Regions from separate parts of the Bombyx mori genome. Here region 2 is linked to region 1. Evidence: chromatin contacts called from public Hi-C data. All regions are on one chromosome and are shown on one strand. Each heading gives the region's core, a stretch centred on a gene start, on an enhancer-like site or on the middle of the called end of the contact. The rest is flanking DNA. Distances are from core to core; before and after follow the strand shown.

Region 1 (4,571 bases), core at 844-3,343:
AGAAATATCGTTATTTGAGTTTGTAGCTGACGGTAATTAAAGTATAAGTCGGTAAGATGCGCGTTTTTAATAATGGCAGATGGATAAATTTTTGAGAGAAATAAATTTGCAGAGCACCAGAGATAATCCTGGGCTTGGCGTTCTGCGAAGCGATCGACATGTGGTCGCTGGGCTGCGTCGTGGCCGAACTGTTCCTGGGCTGGCCGCTGTACCCGGGCTCCTCGGAATACGACCAGATCAGATACATCTCGCAGACACAGGGCTTGCCCACTGAGCACATGCTCAATAGGTAACGTCATTTTATTTGTGCCAAATAAAAAAAATAAAAACCTTAATTATACATCTAGAATGGAAGTGTAAATGTTTTAAATTATCTATATATTAAAACGTGAAACAGAAACTTTGTACCACTTTTTATGAAAATTGCACGGACGGATTAGTTTAAAATTTCTCATACTCTAGAGAATATAGAGAAGGAGTGCAGAATGTTAAGCTTTTTTTTAAATTATGCATAAAAAATTTAATAAATCAATCAAGAAAACATTACACACACTACCATGTATTTGACACAACACATATACTCTGTGCTTATTGTCAAACTTTTGTTATTGCTTAAAGTCTGGTCAAATTATAAATTATTATTGTTTGACTTTAATATTATTTGTCTATAGTTTAGCGAAATCTGAAGTATAATAATAGTCTTTGACAATAGAGCCATAATAATGTCCCAAACTTATAATTTGAATTAACTATAGTCGAATTTAGACTACAGAGGGACCACTAGTCAAAATAAATCTTTCAATATTAGCAATTTCGAAATACAAAAATACATAATATACTCTGTGTTTATTGTCAAACTTTTGTTATTGTTTAAAGTCTGTGGTCAAATTAAGAACAGATTATTATTGTTTGTCTTTAATATTATTTGTCTATAGTGTAGTGTAGCGAAATCTGAAGTATAATAAATATTTGACAATAGAGCCATAATAATGTCCAAACTTATAATTTCAATTAATTATAGTCGAATTTCGACTATAGAGACACCACTAGACAAAATTAATTTTTCATTCTTATTTCGAAATACCCAAATACAATTTTGTATTCGCATTGCAGTGCAAGCAAAACGGCGAAGTTCTTTTACCGAGATGTGGACAGTACGTATCCGTTCTGGCGCCTGAAGACGCCCGAGGAGCACGAGCTGGAGACCGGCATCAAGAGCAAGGAGGCCCGGAAGTACATCTTCAACTGTCTCGACGACATCGGACAGGTGCGCACCTGACATACATATTTGTAAAATCGATCGTGAGATTCCATCTGAAAGGACGTGGATACATTGCATAATGCGTTATTTCTGGTCTACGCGGTTAATTTCTTGACCTTCTTTCGTACCTCGGTAACTAACTCGGCTGCAGTTGTCAATCTCGAATTCAAGGGCGCGCGCGTTCACTGGAGGTCATTGAACTCGCGATTTCAAGTCCATAACGAGTGTTTTGTGTTTATCCATCTCGTTTTAACTTCTTTACTGTCCCAGTATATTATTATGGTGTGTCAATTGAAAATTCGTTTATGTTTTAGGTGAATGTGCCAACGGACCTCGAGGGGGGTCAGCTGTTGGCTGAGAAGGCTGACAGAAGGGAATTTATTGATTTGCTAAAGAGAATGTTAACTATGGACCAGGTATGTCTAGACCTCATTAATTGCAATATTAAATTTATTAAGAGCTGTAATTTTTGTTTTATCGATGACAACCATACACTGTATATTTTTTTGTGAAGTTATGATTGTCGATATATATGCATTAATATGCATTAGTATACATTACTAGACATTAGCATTAGTATGCATTAATAAAATGACAAAAGAAACATATTGATCGAGCCGGAGTCATTTCTTGACGGGTCATATACAGAAGGACAGGACGTATCAAAATTTTACTTTTGTTGCAAATCTTCTATTCTATGATAGAAGTTGCTCCAAATATATGTCTCAATAGGAATAGACAATTTCTGTTGATCAACACTGACCAGTGTGCCGTACACCAGCACGTACTCTGCAGTATAGTAAAGTTTGTGCATTTTCCAGGAGAGAAGGATTACACCGGGCGAAGCGCTGAACCACGCCTTCGTGACGCTGGCGCACCTAGTGGACTACGCGCATTGCAACAACGTCAAGGCTTCTGTGCAAATGATGGAGGTACTTATGTTTGTTTGAATTGTTTTTTTTTTATTAATAAACTTTACTATACTCTAACATTTGGATTTGTTAAATCATTTGAGCTTAAAAAGCTTTATAATTTGTTACTTGGAAGTTTGATGTAGTCAAATTGTGTAACTATATTGATGTCCGCGTGTCGCAGGTGTGTCGGCGGTCGGGCGGCGGCGTGGGCGGCGCGGAGTACGGCGGCGTGGTGGCGCCCGCCGCGGCCCCCCACCACCTTACCCTCACCCTCAACCAGCAGCGGCTGCGGGCCGCGCCATACGACAACCTCGTACGTATTCATGAGACTTGCTTTTGCCCGTGACTTCATCCGCGTGGAATACTTACTTTGGCAAAACGCTAAATTTTACTCGCCTCTTCATTTACGTAGAAAGTGAAATGTAAGGAGTTATTTAAGGTACCAAGATCACACTTTTTAACTGACTCCAAAAGAGGAAGTTATCAATTCGACCATAATTTTTTATCTATATATGTTCACCGATTTCTGTCGCGGACTTTTTTTTAGATGTTTTAAAGGGGAACAATTCTTTCATACATTACTTTAGCGGAACTTTAATCGTTTCCGCAGCGCACGGAGTGGAAGCTCTCAAAAGGGAAAAATACCCCGATTTTGAAACATTCTTTATTGGTGCTTCGCTTGTATTGGTCTTAGTGTGATGTTATATCAAATCGGACCAGTAATTCCTGAGATTAGTGCGTTCAACCAAACAAACTCTTCAGCTTTATAATATTAGTATAGATACATTACGTGCTCAAACAAAAACGAATTACCCGATTAGTTAACAGTCAGATGGAATTAATTGGAATAGATGGACAATGATTTTGCTTTTGCGAAAACATTTAAATCTTGGACTATTGTGATATGTCAAGAATATGAAAAAAAATTGGGCAATTTACATGCGGTAGAAGTAAAACCTTTATAAATGTTCTCTCTCATTACCTCGCAGACTTAAGCTATGTTTGTCTCCTTTTAATCCATTTATTTGTTTAATTTTAAAGCTCTGTGGTGTTGAAAAATTTTACACTTGAAATACGGATGTCATGATGTTTGTTTCTTGCAGTACGGCCTGTACCAAGGAGGTCGCGTCGGCGTCAGCGGAGCGCGACAGTACGCCGCGAGGGCCGACCCCTTCCCGCACCAGTTCGTGTCCTCCATCCTGTGCCAGCCGGCGTACCAACTTACCAATGTCAGTATTGTTCAGTATAATCACTATACGTATGTACGTATATCACATATTTTAAGGTATATCTTAATGAAGCTTAGTAAATTATTTTATTTTTAGTAGATTAAGAAAAATTAAATACTACTTAATCTCTATGAATACTAGAACAGACAAGGCTGAATGGGCTTAGATCCCCCTTGCCTTTCGTAATAAGGAAACATTTTACCAAAAAAAAAGGCCAAGAATACCATAGAACTAGAAAGGCCGTCAATTTTTGTATTTTATTAACGTTCAGGTTAAATAGTTGGATTTATGATGTCTAACACTGGACCTTTGAGTTCAATTTGAGATGTTAAATGTAGTTTTTTGAAAAAAAAAAGAATTCTGATCTACTCAAAAATAAAACTTTAAAGGTTGTATTATATGTATGAAACTTAATTTCGGTTACAGGTACAACAGCTCGCGGCCGCAGCTGCAGCCGCTGCTGCCGTCCACCACCAGCATGGCGTGGCGGGCGTGGCCGGGGTGGCAGGCGTGGCGGGCGTGGCGGGGGTGGGCGGCGTGGCGAGCGTGGCGGGGGTCGGAGAGGTGGCTGAGTGGCGAGCGCCACTTATTGTCGAACCGGCTCCACTACCTGATCCTGACGTTTGGGATCCCTATCATCCTCACCATCCGCATCACCATCACTCGCATAAAAGGTATGTAAGAGATTTTAATTGTATTGACTTATATAAACCAAATTCTCCACAAAATTGGATGCGCCTTTACTGATCACGTCTGCTGTTCTTTGTTAAAATAGCCAATAGTGATAAAAATAGATCAGTGGTGCGCAAACTTTTTTCGACTACGCGACCCCTTCAGGAGTAAAAAATTATGGCGACTCCTTAAATAGAGGGAGCTGCTACTATTAAGAGCTACTAAATAGAGCGCAAAATAAAAATAATGACGATTTCCAAAAACCTCCGGGGTCCCCCTTAGGAATCGCGACTCTTAATTTGCGCACCGCTGCTGTAGATAATTATATACAGGATGTAGCTAAAATCCGGTTAGATCAAGTTTATTAAAAATATATATATTGTTTTGTATCTTGTAATATGTATATATTATTATATGTAATGTTTACTGTATGCACTAGGTTTGTGTTCCTAATTCTTTTTTCCTTTTGCGGGCCTACTGGAAGAGATTTCAACG
Region 2 (4,571 bases), core at 1,352-3,851, 320 kb after region 1:
CAATGACAACAACGTCAACGACTTCCCGACACGACCCCGAGCTGCTTCGCTCAGAAGTGACACAGGCTAGAGGCCGCGTCGCTCAACTAAGGAAAGAGTTGAGGCAGGCTCGAGCAGAAGTAGCTAGTGCAAGACGAGGCGTCGATACATTGGCTGAGTTAGTATTTGGAACGTTTTAAGAAATATGGTGGATTGTAAACCTTGTAAATCTGATTATTTGATAAAAACTTGTATTTCAGGGTCGAGCAAAAACTTAGCGCACAACAAGGTTGCTACAACATAACCGAAGCTCAGGCTATAATGACTGAGCTAAAGAACGTACAAAAATCATTAACCTCCGGTGAAAAGGAGAAAGCAGACTTAATGCAGTCTCTGGCAAAATTAAAAGACGATCTGACGAGACTACAACTGGGAGATGCATCGCCAGACTTATCTTCCACCTTGAGTTTCCCTCAAGAGAAACTAAGCACCGCATCGCAAACTGATCTGTGTGCCGATTTAGTGCCTATAGGTACGAGATTAGCTGAAATGGCGCGGGTTCGCCTCCAGTACGACGAAGCTAGGAAAAGGATACAACAAATCCAACAACAGCTGGCGGATTTGGAGGACAAAGTCCAACCAGGACAAGCGGAATCAGACAAGGACCGTTTGTTGCTATTCCAAGAGAAGGAACAATTGCTACGGGAGTTAAGAAGCATCACGCCGAGAACGAGATCGAAGCAAGAGATGAGCGACATACAATCTGAATGCAAAAGGCTAGAGCAGGACTTGAAGAATGCCTTCGAGATGTCCAACAAGTGCATCGCGGACCGTTTGAGGCTACACGAAGAGAAGCAATTGTTGCTCCAACAATTGAAAGATGCGTTAACGTCAATGACGACTTTAGAAGGACAGTTGAAGACATTATCGGCGAGCACACTGTCGGTGTCTAGCAGTTCCAGTCTGGGATCGCTATCGACGGCGAGCAGCAAAGGATCTCTGAGTTCAGGGATCAGTTTCACGGACATATACGGCGGGCCGCAGATCGCGAGCTCGTTTCAAACTGACAAGCCTATCGATATGGTGGATCTACATCGGAGAGTCGAAAGGTGAGAACGATTTTATGTACCGATTGCAAAACAACTTTTTTTTTTTGTAATTTGTTGCTATGGCCCTCCTTGAAGTTAAGCGGTTGTATTGAGCTTGAGAGATTAGAATTGCGACTTACCAACCGTTGAAGAAGGAACGCAGATTTACACGAAAAAGAGGAGGGTTTGCATAAAATCCAAAAGTGGTAATTTAATAAAAAAATACTTTACTTCAGATTATTACGAGGCACCAGTTACAACGCGGACAGCGTAACTCCAGGCGCAAGCAGTTCGCCATCCCAGCCCTCTTTGTCGCCACGAAGCAGCTTGTCATCGGCCAGTCCACCACCACCACCGCCCTCTTACCACCAGGTGAACAAATTTTTTATCATTAGAATCACTCTCACATAGTATCAATTAAAATTTATCGATAGTATAATTAAAATCCAATATACTCCAATATATTTCCTTAGGTTTTGGCGAGTCGTATACATAATTAAAGCTACTGTTACAATTCAGTCTTAAACGTAATACATATTTGCAAAAGTCATAAAAAATAAAATGACAATGAAAACGTGAGATCAAACCCTAATAGTAGGCTAAAAGATAGTTTAGATCGGTATTGTGTAAAAAAAAACCATCAGGATCTATTTGTAGTATCGTCTTTTTATTAGTGTACTTGGGCAGACAAACAGTTTTAACAGTCCACAGAACGAGTACCCGATAATGTAGATGCATGAGGACTAAGTCACTTGTGTTAAATACCGAAATGTTGAGACTGGTCCAATCAACAAACTATGTTCCAGTAAAGTTCGGCTTGCATCTTTTTTTTATATAGCTTAGGTCGGTGGACGAGCTCACGGTCCACCCGGTATTAAGTGGTTACCGGAGCCTACAGACATCTACAACGTTAACGCTGACACCTACCTTGATATATGAGGTCTCAGTTTTTACAGTACAATGGCTGCCTCACCCTTCAAATCGAAACGCTTCACGGCAGAAATAGGCAGGGTGGTGGTACCTACCCGTGCGGACTCACAAGACGTCCTACCACTAGTAAAGATGTACTCGTGAAAAATCGACGCAAAAAATAACCAGTGTGTTTAGTGCGAGTTTTTTAACGTTCTCGATAGCGTAAAAGTTAGCTTATATTTGTATGGAATGGAATGTTCCAACTGCATACAAAATTGGCTTAACTTTTACGCTATCGAGATTTTTTTTATATTTATTGCTTAGATGGGTGGACGAGCTCACAGCCCACCTGGTGTTAAGTGGTTACTGGAGCCCATAGACATCTACAACGTAAATGCGCCACCCACTTTGAGATATAATTTCTAAAATCTCAGTATAGTTACAACGGCTGCTCTACTCTTCAGACCGAAACGCATTACTGTTTCACGGCAGAAATAGGCAGGGCGGTGGGTACCTACCCGCTCGGACTAACAAGAGGTCCTACCACCAGTACCGCTACGTTAAAAAACATTAAGAAACTCGCACTAAGCACACGGTACCGGCCACTTGTCGCGTTATCGGTACATATATATCTAACGCATGTCACTATATCGGATCCGTGCGAAACCCACGCCTCGGCTCGTGGCGCTGTCAGTTCGCTAACCAGACAGGCGTTCGCTTTCACGCGCGAGGTCACCGATGGACAGCTGGATAAGAATTAGGTTTTATTGTGCGCCTCCTTTAGGTCGAAAGACAGAGACGGCAGCAGCGAGAACTGGAAGAGAAACTGGCTGAAATGAGGATAGGCGTGGCCACCGGACTGGACGAAGTCACCGGCCTGGCTACAAGTGAGTGCTTCGTTGCTTAGAATCGAACGGTTTTTTGGGTTTGCGGAAGTTGACTTACGAACAGCTTAAAGATGAATTTTTTTTTATTGCTTAGATGGGTGGACGAGCTCACAGCCCACCTGGTGTTAAGTGGTTACTGGAGCTCATAGACATCTACAAGGTAAATGCGCCACCCACCTTGAGATATAAGTTCTAAGGTCTCAGTATAGTTACAAAGGCTATCCCACCCTTCAAACCGAAACGCATTACTGCTTCACGGCAGAAATAGGCGGGGTGGTGATACCTACCCGTGCGGACTCACAAGAGGTCCTACCACCAGTCACATATGGTTTTTTCATATACATGTAGTTTTGAGGCTAACCTACACCCATTTTATAATAATTCCAGTAATCTTCAATTGCTAATTAACACTAAAATATATCTCAAAAGTTAATATTTTAAATTTTACACTCCTTTAGAAAATAATCAGTTTTTTTCATTTCCTGAACTTTTTATATTTTCAGAGATGTGCCCTTTTCGAAATTGCATAATCAATTAATTTTGACCTTAAATATGTTCAGTTCCAGTACAACTCCAAGGTCCGGGTCGACCCTGTGAGCCGCTGTCTCCCATATCGGAGACCCCCCCGCCACCCCTGTCTCCAAGGACTCCCTCGTCTAGTGGTAAATAAACCAATATTCACTATTGCTTAATCTATTATATTAATACGTGAAGCAAAAACTTTGTATCCCTTTTTAAGAAAATTGCGAAGACGGAGGAATATGAAATTTCCCACACTTATAGAGAACATAGAGAAGGAGTGTAGAATGTTAATATTTTTTTTCATTATGCCTAAAAAAATCCATTAAATCAATAAAAGAAACATGACACACACTGCCATGTATTTGACACACACTTAAATACTCTTCGTTTATTGTCAAACTTTTGTTATTGTTTAAAGTCTGTGGTCAAATTGAGAATAGATTAATATTGTTTGTCTTTAATAGTACTGGCGAAATCTGTGATTATAGAAATATAATAAGTCTGATAATATTATAGAACCATAATAATGTTGAAGCTTATAATTTCAATTAACTATAGTCGAATTTCCACTACCAAGGGAACAACTAGTTTCATTTATTCCAGTAAACTTTCCAAAGCTTAGACGAAATCTATGTATGTAAAAATCGTCCCTTCCAATTTCTTAATAGCAAACAAAAAACTTTATTAACCATTAAAATTGATAAAGCATATATTTAGTATAAGGAATACTCGTTGACCAAAGTAGTGTCTAGTGAAGAAATAATGACGTCATAATACAAATTTCAACATTAATCGGGATATTGAAAAAAAAACGAAAAAAAAAAATTAAAATCGCTATTTGCGTATAGTTTTTTATAGTTTAGACGAACAAGCTCTGGACTTAGCTGGTGTTAGGTGGTCACTCACGTGTTCTAACCTTCGGTTCTGTAGTACCACGGCTGCCCTTCAAACCGGAGCATTTGACTGAAAAAACCCATAGACATAACCCACTGAGTTTCTCGCCGGATCTTCTCAGTGGGTCGCGTTTCCGATCCGGTGGTAGATTCTGCGAAGCACTGCTCTTCCTAGGGTTAATGTTAGCAACCACGTCAGGTTTGAGCTCCGTGAGCTCACCTATTTGTTAGGGTTACGCTGAAATGGCCTCTCAAAGCCGTCTGCTTAGGTTGGAATATCAGGCCACCAC

Evidence for each region. Hi-C and Micro-C count contacts between places; a contact is called where the count stands out from the background.
Region 2: a contact with region 1 is called in a Hi-C map of posterior silk gland, with 2.0 times the contacts expected there. The contact joins two enhancer-like sites. A contact is called at or near these places in 2 of 7 Hi-C or Micro-C datasets (posterior silk gland and whole pupa).

What each region holds. Positions count from the first base shown.
Region 1 is chr14:5,781,613-5,786,183 of ASM3026992v2, forward strand. It overlaps LOC101746970 (homeodomain-interacting protein kinase 2), which reads left to right. Exons shown (of 24, transcript XM_038015257.2): 9 at 113-289; 10 at 1,114-1,267; 11 at 1,576-1,677; 12 at 2,083-2,193; 13 at 2,357-2,488; 14 at 3,279-3,404; 15 at 3,831-4,078. Among protein-coding and RNA genes, the nearest start is that of LOC101739436, 61 kb to the right of the region's middle. Within about 2 kb of position 2,094, at least 4 of the 8 cell types and tissues checked have open chromatin away from gene starts, as enhancers often do.
Region 2 is chr14:6,099,835-6,104,405 of ASM3026992v2, forward strand. It overlaps LOC101747103 (protein kibra), which reads left to right. Exons shown (of 20, transcript XM_004922644.5): 5 at 1-157; 6 at 240-1,088; 7 at 1,304-1,439; 8 at 2,764-2,866; 9 at 3,427-3,528. Among protein-coding and RNA genes, the nearest start is that of LOC101740122, 36 kb to the right of the region's middle. Within about 2 kb of position 2,602, at least 6 of the 8 cell types and tissues checked have open chromatin away from gene starts, as enhancers often do.